Linked DNA regions of Mus musculus: region 1 is linked to region 2. Evidence: chromatin contacts called from public HiChIP or PLAC-seq data. All regions are on one chromosome and are shown on one strand. Each heading gives the region's core, a stretch centred on a gene start, on an enhancer-like site or on the middle of the called end of the contact. The rest is flanking DNA. Distances are from core to core; before and after follow the strand shown. Region 1 overlaps Celf2 (CUGBP, Elav-like family member 2). Region 2 overlaps Gm13391 (a long non-coding RNA gene).

Region 1 (4,849 bases), core at 279-2,778, 260 kb after region 2:
ACATTTTTAATCATTAAGACAACCCTATGAGAAAGTAGTTTTTCAAATGGCAACATCTGAGAAATAAGTTCCCTTCCTAAGGATACCAGATTATGAACTATAGTTAGAATCCAAATCTATGCCCCTGGGTCCCAAACTGCAAAGTATTTCTAATCCACCATGTGGCTAAACATTCGGTACAGTATGGCTTGAATGGAGTAAAGACAGCTCAAAACAAATCAAAGACAAATTCCAAAGCAAGTCTTACTGGGTTTCTTGAATCACACTCCCAAATAAAAACAGGAATGCTGGAAAAATGTACACACACCACTCCTCTATCTCTGGGAAACAAGCTGCAAACCACCCAGTTTATGAGCCTTTAAGGCTGCTTTGAAACCCACATCTTCTCAATTACCACATAAGAAGATCACCATCTGTCCAGAGCCTTTCTTCTCTACTTCTAGAAAGTCACTCGGATGAGTAGCTGCCACGTATCCTTTTTTATATCCCTTTTTGTCTGCCATCTTGCAAATGATCATTTGGAAAGTGTACAATAATTCTGTCTGTAGGAAAATGTAGTCATATAGTATACACTAAAACCACCACCAAACACTCCCAATCGAAAACATTTATTTTGGCTATTCATATGACAGTGACCCTCTTATTATTACTGCATCTTGGTGTATAATAATTTTGCTAACTTTGTTTTAATACACTTTAACTTCTCCTTTGGACTGAATCTTTTCTCTTGGCTGAAGAATATTTCTTTTGGAAATCTGGTGACTTCAGTTCTCATGTGGCTGTAGGGACAGAGACTTCCGAGTTAGCCAAAGATCATGTGTTAATCATGTTTTAAGTTAAGCTTTTGGGGGTTCTTGCCAGGGACCATAGGTATCCAAGGAACTTTCATAGAGAATTATAGATACACATACCCCCATCTCAGCCAAACCTTCTCCTAAGAGCTTTGTCAGAAAAGAGTCTGCATGACTTGGAATGCTAGGACTAGCTTGCTTTTCTTATTCCGTACTTTCCAAGGAACACAGTATAGTACAACTTTAGATTCAAATCTAAATAATATTAATAGAGGGCCTACCCTTTGCCAGAAACCTTTGCCAAGTATCTGACACACAATATCATAATAGCTCTTTGGAACCATCTTCATTTTAGAAATGAAGCAAATGAGGTCCACAGAAGTAAGGTGCCTTTCCCCAATGCAATCTCTGTAAGGAATCACACTATAAAATATGGATACAGTAAGATTTAAAAGCCAACTGTCTGCCCTTCTTGTTCTATGACCTCGACTTCTTTGGCGAAATCCTGAGGTAGTGGTGTTTCATGAGACTCTGTGGCCACTTGCAAACCTTGGACACAGACATATACGTCTGTGGGCACCTTGCCTGAAAACTTCAACAAGACCCTGAATACCAATTGTGTTTTGCCCTTGGCCCTCTAGGACAGGTGCCAAGTGGAATGGGAGCATAAGTCAGCGAGCACACGGTCAGAGACACTGCTGGCATGAGCCTCAGAGTCAGGATGGAAAGTGCCGCTACTGGAAGGGCCACTTGAGGGCTCACTCGCAGCTTCCAGCACTGCACTGACCTACTTCCCTACTCCATTTCCTAGCAAAAAGAAATCAGATCAACAGAGACCATGCACACCCATCCTTGCGTCCTCTGAGAAAGCAGAGTACCATTCAATAGAAGTGGCTCAATGGATTATTATTATTAACTTCAGGAAAACATTTTATAAGGTCTAAAAATTTTCAAGTTTCCTTTTCAAGACTGGAAGCAAAGAAACAGATTTTTGATTTTGTATTTTGTCCTGTATTTGTTTTCTATATTTAATTTCCTTTATCTCAAAAAAAGCAACAAACTTACAAAGCCAAAACTGCTATGAAAAAAAAAAATTCCTGCCTCTGAATACTGTTGTCTGAAGATAGCTGATCTTCTTGGTGTTAATAAATAATAATATTGTTCTTACCCTTTTATTTGTTTGGTTCTTACCTTACTGTTTTTATTTTTGGGATGAGTGCACTGGTTCAACCGTGCTGATAGAAATGATCCCCATCTCTATACCCCTATCACTAGCACTGCAGTATGCCAGGCAGTAGCTACATATTGCTACTGAGTACTCAACTATGGTTAAGGCAACGATATAAACACATTTTTATTAATTTTCTTTAGGTAGCTCTAGAAAGAAATATACCTTCTTTCCTCCTTTTAAAACACTAGTTAGAGCTGAGACTCACTTAAACATATTATTCTGAGGGAGCCGTTTTGAAAATACTATTAAAGCCGAGTTGCCTAACCATAAGCAGATAATGGGCCAAAGGAGCTGGCCTTGGCTCAGCATCAATTTAACTGTGTGCCCTCAAGGAAAATCAAACACTCCTCTGTACCTCATTCATCCCACTGTAAACCAAAGAGAACAATAGTAATTTAATGTTATTTAAACATCAATTATAATATATGGTTATAATTTCTACAAAAGGCTATAAAAATATAAATACTTGTATTCATATAAATACTTGCATTAATGTTTATAAAAATATGCTATCTCCAGTGTGTTGGATGCAGAGAATGACTTACTGAAAAGATAATTTAGATAGTATAACCAGCTGCTTGAAACTTTGGTATAATTCCACATCCTGTGTCTAATTTAATCCCCAAAGCTCAAGGCATATACATACAGGCCAGAGTGTTAACAAGGTGTCATGTATGCTGTGGGGAGCAACACAGGCTTAGATGGAACTGTTAGTGGCCAACTGCCAAGGGTGCTACCAAAGAGCCATCTCTCTCAATATGTCCCAACATTCTTCCTAACAAAATGAGCTGCACCTCACCATTTCGGTCAGCTGACAAAGCCACTCTTTACACGGGTTTAGGAATAATTGTCTAATACCACGTGTACTTAAGAGAGAGCGCACAAAAGACGAGACTGTTTGGTTGTCATGGAAAGCTATCCAGGACAGAGCTGCATAAGGCAACAGAGGAAGAGAGGACTGGCAATGTGTCTGGTGCTTCTAGAAGGCTACAGGATGGGCATGAAATTCAGCAGTACGTGTCCATGTGGGCAATGTTGGTCATTTAAAAAGAACATTATCTTCTCCACAGAATGGCAACATGGTAACCAGGAGCCAGGCAAAAACACCATATAGAGTCTTTAGAAGCCACAGCTACCCACATGTGTCCTAACTGTAGCTAGGTTGTTACATAAGATGTAACTATAATGATGCTCCTGTATTTACTTGGAAGACACTGTTATCTCTGACCATGTAGAGCAGAACCTTTTGAATTACAGGCATGTCAATTATAAAATAAGGGCCTACATTCTCTGGGGTGAAATGGCACCATATCAGCAACCAAAAACTTCATGGAAGATTAGCTGGAATAAATAATACTCAAAATATCTGAAGGAGATAAAAATTCCTTTTCGATCATCAAATTTTAAGTAAATTAGCTTGTGTTATTCTGAAGGAAAATTCAAGGTTACTTTATGTACACGTACATGTAATATTGCTTGTCCATAAGATTTTTACAAAAAATGAGGGAAGGATCCCAATAAAGGAACTAGAGAAAGCACCCAAGGAGCTGACGGGGTCAGCAACTCTAGGAGGAACAGCAATATGAACTAACCAGTACCACCAGACCTCGTGACTCTAGCTGCATATGTAGCAGAGGATGGCCTAGTCAGCCATCACTGGGAAGAGAGGCCCCTTGGTATTGCAAACTTTATATGCCCCAGTATAGCAGAATGCCATGTCCAGGAAGTGGGAGTGGGTGGGTTGGGAAGCAGGGGGAGGGGGAGGGTATAAGGGATTTTCTGAGGGGAAACTAGGAAAGGTGATAGCATTTGAAATGTAAATGAAGAAAATATCTAATAAAAAAAATGAGGGGGAAAGAAATGTCGTAAGAGTATATAGGATAGATGGAAGGCACCCAGAGGCCCGCCTGCTGCATGGCCCACCCAGAGCAGGAGCCACTCAGAGTGGTGGAGAGCTGGGAGAGAGAGAGTTGATGGGTTTGAGCACTGTGACGAGAGGTGGAGCTGGACACAGAAGAGTGGAGAGAAATAGCCTGAGCTGAGAAGCCTGTCCTGCCACCTGAGCTCATCGAGAAGTCCTGGCCTGTGCTGCCACTAAAGGCCGTGTCTCAGTGTATGGCCATGCAGCAGCTGGGGTCTGTGCCAATATCCATGGCTCATATTACCACCAAAGGCCATGGGGACATCCCTGCACTGGGCTGCCACCTAGGACAATGTTGCTGTCCAAGGGCTATGCAGAGCTAGTCCTGACCCTTACTGCTGCAGCACTCTAGAATGCTGGCCCCACACCTCACCTGGGCAGCACAGTATAGCTGGCCTTGGTGGAGAGGGTGGGGGTGAGATGGCCCCAAGGCCATGAGAGACAGAGAGCTGGCCTTGCCTTTTGCCAGCTGGGGCACTGAGTGAGCTATCAGGCAGTGCTAGAGAGCTGGAGATGGTGGTATGAGTGCCAGAGAGCTGCAAGGGTGACCAAGTCAGCTAAGCTACTACACAGGCCCAGATCCAGGGCTTTGAGTTTGGTCTATGGGAACCTCATCTACGTGGACAAATGAAGGGGTGGAGCAAGCAGAGTGAAAGCAGCTTAGGATCTGCTGGATCTCCTTGAAGCAGGACAGCAACAGGACATCTGAGGGGAGTCCCTGTGAGGATCCAGTATTGATGGTATAGCAGGAGCGAGAGGCCTGGAACCAGATCAATGACTCACTGTAGGGAACATTTGCAAGCAAAGGTGTGTGGACAAAAGGCTGCACTGTGTGACACACTGTGATACACTACAGCTTCCACAATGAGATGTGGGCTTTTTTGTTTTTAATTTTTGTTGTTGTTT
Region 2 (5,053 bases), core at 2,027-4,526:
GCTTTGCCGCAGAAGATTCCGGTTTGCTGCGTTCTTCCTGGCCGGTCGCGTGAACGCGTGTAAGAAGCCTGTGCCTCACTCGGAGGCAGTTGAGTGCATGCTGCATCTGTGAAGCCTGGAGCACCCTCAAGCACCACTCCTACTCCGGTAAGAGCTGGTGGGAAACGGAGCTGGAGAAGGTAGCGCCAGTTCCCCAAGTGAGGAGCGAGGGGCTCTGACTGTGCTGCCAGGCAAGTGTGAAGATGGCACTTGGAGCAAATGGCCCAGGGTGACTGAGCCATGGCTCCCTTCTCATAGGACACGCCCCCTTCCCAGGGAGGGGCCAGGGCATAAACACTTTATTTGCTGCAAAGAACAAATCTGCATCCTTTCAAGGGCATTTCGTCAAGGTCCTAGAATATGGATTTTGCAACTCAATTTAGGCCTGCTTTTCTTACATGCACTTTGGCTTATTACGGTCTGTCTAGGAGCCGCTGAAAACATAGCATGAGTTAATGTAACTTGAGTCCTGTTAGTTTCTTTTGGCAGAACCATCTCAAATCAACAGGAAATTGCTTTCCTGTGTTTGCTTTCTGCCGGTCGGATCCATTGCAGTTGCTGGCTCCCTTAGACTCTTCTTTCTTCATGAGTTATTCGACAATATGTCCTGCACTTACCCCAGCCAATCATGCTCTGTGACACATCAAGTCTACATATGACTTGTGACTTGTGTGTATGTGTTTGCTTACATTTAGAATGTGTGGTGATAACTCCAGGGGTGCAGTGCACAGGATGGCAGAGGCTCTGTCTCCCTGCCAGAGCCATCATAAGAACAGACTGTTCACACCTACCATTAATGCCACCTTTCCCACTGGGATGGGGAACCCGCCTGGCTAAGTGATGTGGAGTGAGCCCTTTCTTCTAGACAGTGGGACTGTGGCTTCCCTGCCAGGTGCTTCCAAGCCCAAATTCACAGCCCCTTCCTTGGTGGCTAAGGGAGCCATAGGTGTGCTCAGCTTGGACCTACATATGTAAGTGCAAGGCTCCTTGTGGTGAGAAAAAGGTGAGCCAGGGAAAACAGAGACAAGCTTGTCCCAGAATGCCTCGGGCCACTGTGGAACTCCAAGAAACTAAGAATTGCCCATTGGAAGTCGGCTTCAGTGTGTGAGTGGAAGAATGACCACATTCTCGTGAGGAACTCACTGCTTCCGTTGTTAATTGTGTACATTCATGTTGGAGGTGCAGGTGAGTAGCCGGGGGCAGAGAGACTTTGCCAGAGGTCAACCCAGGGCATCATTATTGAGGATTCCTTCACCTGGTTCTTCTAGACTGTGTCTTCCTAGGTGGCCCTGTTTGGCCTGGAACTCACAGAGACCTGCCTGCCTCTGCCTCTCAAGCAGGATTAAAGGTGTGTGCCACATAATTCCTGCCTTTCACTTTGTTCTCTGACTCTTTGTTCCACTTTGTCCCTCACTGGGACCTGGGCTTCACAGAGTAAGCTAGGTCCACCAGCCATCTTCTTGTTTCTGACTCCAGCACTGGGGTTATGAGCATATGACATTATGTCTATAGTTTTAGGATGGTGCTGGGTTCAAACTCAGGCCCCACGCTGACAAGTAGTTTGCTAACGAGCTACCCACCCACCCTGTTTATAACTATTAAATATACACAGAATATAGGCCTCGGTCTTCTTGTCATTAATTAAATTATTTTGAGGTCTGATCAAAGCACAGTTCTGTTTTTTAAAGGGTCTATCATTTAGAGTTACAGATTAAGACACAGACGAAATGAGATAAGTATTGGAATAATTATGGGTGAGAAGAAGCAGATGATATAGTCAAACAAGACTGGCTATGTGTTGAAAATGAGCTAAGTCAGGGATTATCAGGCATTTAAATGTGCTTCAACTCTTCCACTTTTCAAAAGGTGTATTTTTTAGGGACTGGGGACATGGCTCAGTTGGTAACGTGCTCAGTTCAGATTCCATCACTGTGTCAAAGTCAGGCATGGCGGTAGATGTTTGTTATTATAGATGTGGGGTGGGGGTAGGGTGGGATGGGGGGCTAGTTTATAGAGCTTATTGGCCAGCTGACTACCTGCATTGCTGAGCTCCAGGTTTGGAGAGAGCATAAAATAGAAAGCAGCGGAGGGAGACAAGTGACATTGCCTCTGTCCTCCACATACCACAGGTGAGCACATGTCTGCGTGCAAACCATGCACACACCCATGGGGACGTGTAGACACACCACACCACGCCATACTTCTTAATAACTTGAAAAATATTTTTATTGGTATATGTGTGTGTGTGCGTGCGTGCGTGCGTGCATATGCATGTATGATGCCCACGAACAAGTGTATGTGGAAGGCACAGTGTATACTGAGCTGTTTTCTGTCCTGTGAGTGTGATGTCAGTGTTCATCACTCCTCGGGTGCTGGGCTGTTGTTGTACAGGGGCCTTATTTCCCAGTGGAGGAGATTAAGGCTCACTGAGGACCCAGAGTCTTCCTGGAACCCAGCAGGGCATGTGAGGGAGGCTGAACCCAAGGCAGCAACAGTGGCTCTCCTGTGTCTCTCTGCCTAGTGCCACCTCCAGGTGACCCTATGGCTTCCTGGGCAGCAATAGCTTCATGTGGAGAAATCAGCACACTTGCGGGCTCAGCAGTCCTCTGATCGTGGTGTTTGGAGCCCAAAAGGGAAGGGGACTTAACCACCCTGAGCAGCCCACCCACCGCATGCCTCAGCAGGCTTTCCCCCAACATGGGAATGACTGATTGATTCCGGGAGACAAGCCGGCTGGTTCACATTGCCCGAGGAGATTTTCCTTATTGTCTTGTTTTGGGTTGTTGTTGTTTTCCCATTGGCTGGAAATTTAGAACATGCCACTCTAGGGCAAAGAATTCTCAGAACTCTACCCAGTGATTGCTAAGCTAATTTGCTGTCATAGCAACTTTAGAGTTTGCTCCACCTCCTCTCTTTTCCTGGAGACAGGTTAGTCTCAAACTCAGTACCCTCGAGCCTCAGTCCCTTGAGTGCAGGGATTGCAACCCCCAGATACCACCACATCTCTAAGCGGCCTCTGAATTTTACAGCCTCGCTTTACCTGAGGCTCACACACACCTGTGAGGACAACAGCCACTGTTGTCATCTGAAAGTAGACAACAGCGGCGTGAATGAGTCAAGGTCTCAGCCAGGTTTTACAGAGTTAGGGAGGGAGATAGAAGACAGTAGGTCCCTAGACGGCAGTTCAGTGCTTGCTTCTGGCAAATGCTAGTCTGCAATGCGCCACCTAGTGGCAGGATTCACATACAGGCTCAAGTGCGCCTCATTAGAATGACTTCAATCTACATGTGGACAGGAACACAGCGTCTTCTGTCTTGTCACTCTGCTGACCTTTACGCTGAGTCCACTGTTGAGCTAGAAACTGAGTCGCTCTTTCACGTTGCTGTCCACAGGAAGGAAGAAAGGAAGGGTAGGGCAAGCAATGTCCACTGAAAACAAACAGTGCATTCGGGTAGCTACAGCATCCCCTCTGCTGATAGCCCTCAGACCAGTGCTGGTCAGGCAGTGCATGCATAGCCAGGGCTTAGAATGAGCTCAGATGAAAGGTAGTCAAGAGCCGGGCGTGGTGGCACATGCCTTTAATCCCAGAACTTGGGAGGCAGAGGCAGGTGGATTTCTGAGTTTGAGGCCAGCCTGGTCTACAAAGTGAGTTCCAGGACAGCCAGAGCTATACAGAGAAACCCTGTCTCAAACAACAACAACAACAACAGCAACAACAACAACAACAACAACAACGAAAGGAAGGAAGGAAGGAAGGAAGGAAGGAAGAAAGAAAGAAAGAAAGAAAGAAAGAAAGAAAGTAAGTTAGTTAAGAAGGAAACTTACTTAGAAGAGGAGGACATCTTCTGTGCTGACGCAGTGTCTGGTCCAGTTACACATGACCCACCCACCCCTCCACACAGCTGGTTCTGTCCAGATCCTGTGCGATCTTGTCCATCCAGCCCACATCCAGGCTCCTCTTGGTCTGGAATCCTCGACCCCAGAGGCAAACTGGTCCACCTCTTTCTTTCTAGTCTGCTTCTCAGTGACAAGGAAGGCACTAGTGGGATAGGGCAAGGGAGCCTTGGATATTAAAGTTTTGTCTCCACAGGATCCCTGGGGACCCGAGGTCCATGCCCACACTGTCTTCTAGCCACAAGAGTGACTTCTTTGCCTGCAGGATTGGGTTAGAGTCATTCCATCACAGCTAACTTCCAGTCTACATAAGACGTTTCTTCCTGCAAATGGTCTGTAACTTACACAAACCACTTTGTGGGTCAGAATCTAGCTAGTCACACGTAACTGCAGTGGGTTCTGGGAAGTATACTTTCTAATCTGCAGGTCATACACCCAGCTGTCCTTAGTAAAGGGTTTCATTGATTAAGAGAGGAAGGGAAGAAGTAGTGAGGTACAGTTCAGCGTTTGTGCCCCCTCTAGCCTGGGATGTAATTCCCTGTAATCTTTACTGTCCAGAAACGAGGCATTTTCTGTATCTCAGAATCCTGCCACCAGCCCAGACGTCATAAGAGCATTCATTGGAATGCTATCCTTTCTTTAGGTTGGGCACTGAAACGAAGGGTCCCACTAGTCCAGATCATTGGTAGCTATAACAACAGACTGCCTGTCATTTATCCGGCTTCCATTTTGTGCTAATTACTCTTTGAAATGATCTCCATTGGCTCAATCTTCACAGCCCCCCTGGGGGCACGTATTCAGACAACTCTGTTCTCTGTCAGGAGAGGCTTCTAAAGGCCAAAATTTAGGGACCTTTCTCACCACCTCTCTAATTCCCCAGGTTTGCTCCGACCCAGTCCCTTAGGAAGAAGGTGAGAAGGTGGTCTTTTGCAATGCGCAAGGACACCCGTGAGCATGCTAAGCAGCTCAATTAACTCTGAGTTTGTTGTAGGATCAGTATGTCGTGGAAAGTAGAACTCTCCGAAGAAGAGAACATGTGCATCTGGGAGATCAGGGAGCTGCCTGGAATCAGAAGCCCGGATTTGACCTTTGCCCACATTTATTTCTGTCTCCCACACTA

Evidence for each region. HiChIP or PLAC-seq counts read pairs in DNA pulled down with a chosen protein or histone mark.
Region 1: a contact with region 2 is called in an H3K4me3 HiChIP or PLAC-seq map of bone marrow-derived macrophages, with 2.5 times the contacts expected there. The contact joins two enhancer-like sites. A contact is called at or near these places in 3 of 484 Hi-C or Micro-C datasets (CD4 T cells, bone marrow-derived macrophages and peritoneal macrophages), 3 of 115 datasets of contacts at active chromatin or transcription factors (bone marrow-derived macrophages, memory CD8 T cells and pancreatic cancer cells) and 1 of 9 other capture datasets (macrophages).

Annotation. Positions count from the first base shown.
Region 1 is chr2:6,724,798-6,729,646 of GRCm38.p6, forward strand. The region is part of intron 1 of Celf2 (CUGBP, Elav-like family member 2); the gene reads right to left. Among named protein-coding and RNA genes, the nearest start is that of Celf2, 160 kb to the right of the region's middle. Within about 2 kb of position 1,529, at least 17 of the 459 cell types and tissues checked have an H3K27ac peak or open chromatin away from gene starts, as enhancers often do. A contact at or near this core is called in bone marrow-derived macrophages, where this site is marked.
Region 2 is chr2:6,466,090-6,471,142 of GRCm38.p6, forward strand. It overlaps Gm13391 (a long non-coding RNA gene), which reads left to right. Exons shown (of 3, transcript XR_373980.2): 1 at 1-147. Among named protein-coding and RNA genes, the nearest start is that of Gm13391, 2.5 kb to the left of the region's middle. Within about 2 kb of position 3,277, at least 10 of the 459 cell types and tissues checked have an H3K27ac peak or open chromatin away from gene starts, as enhancers often do. A contact at or near this core is called in bone marrow-derived macrophages, where this site is marked.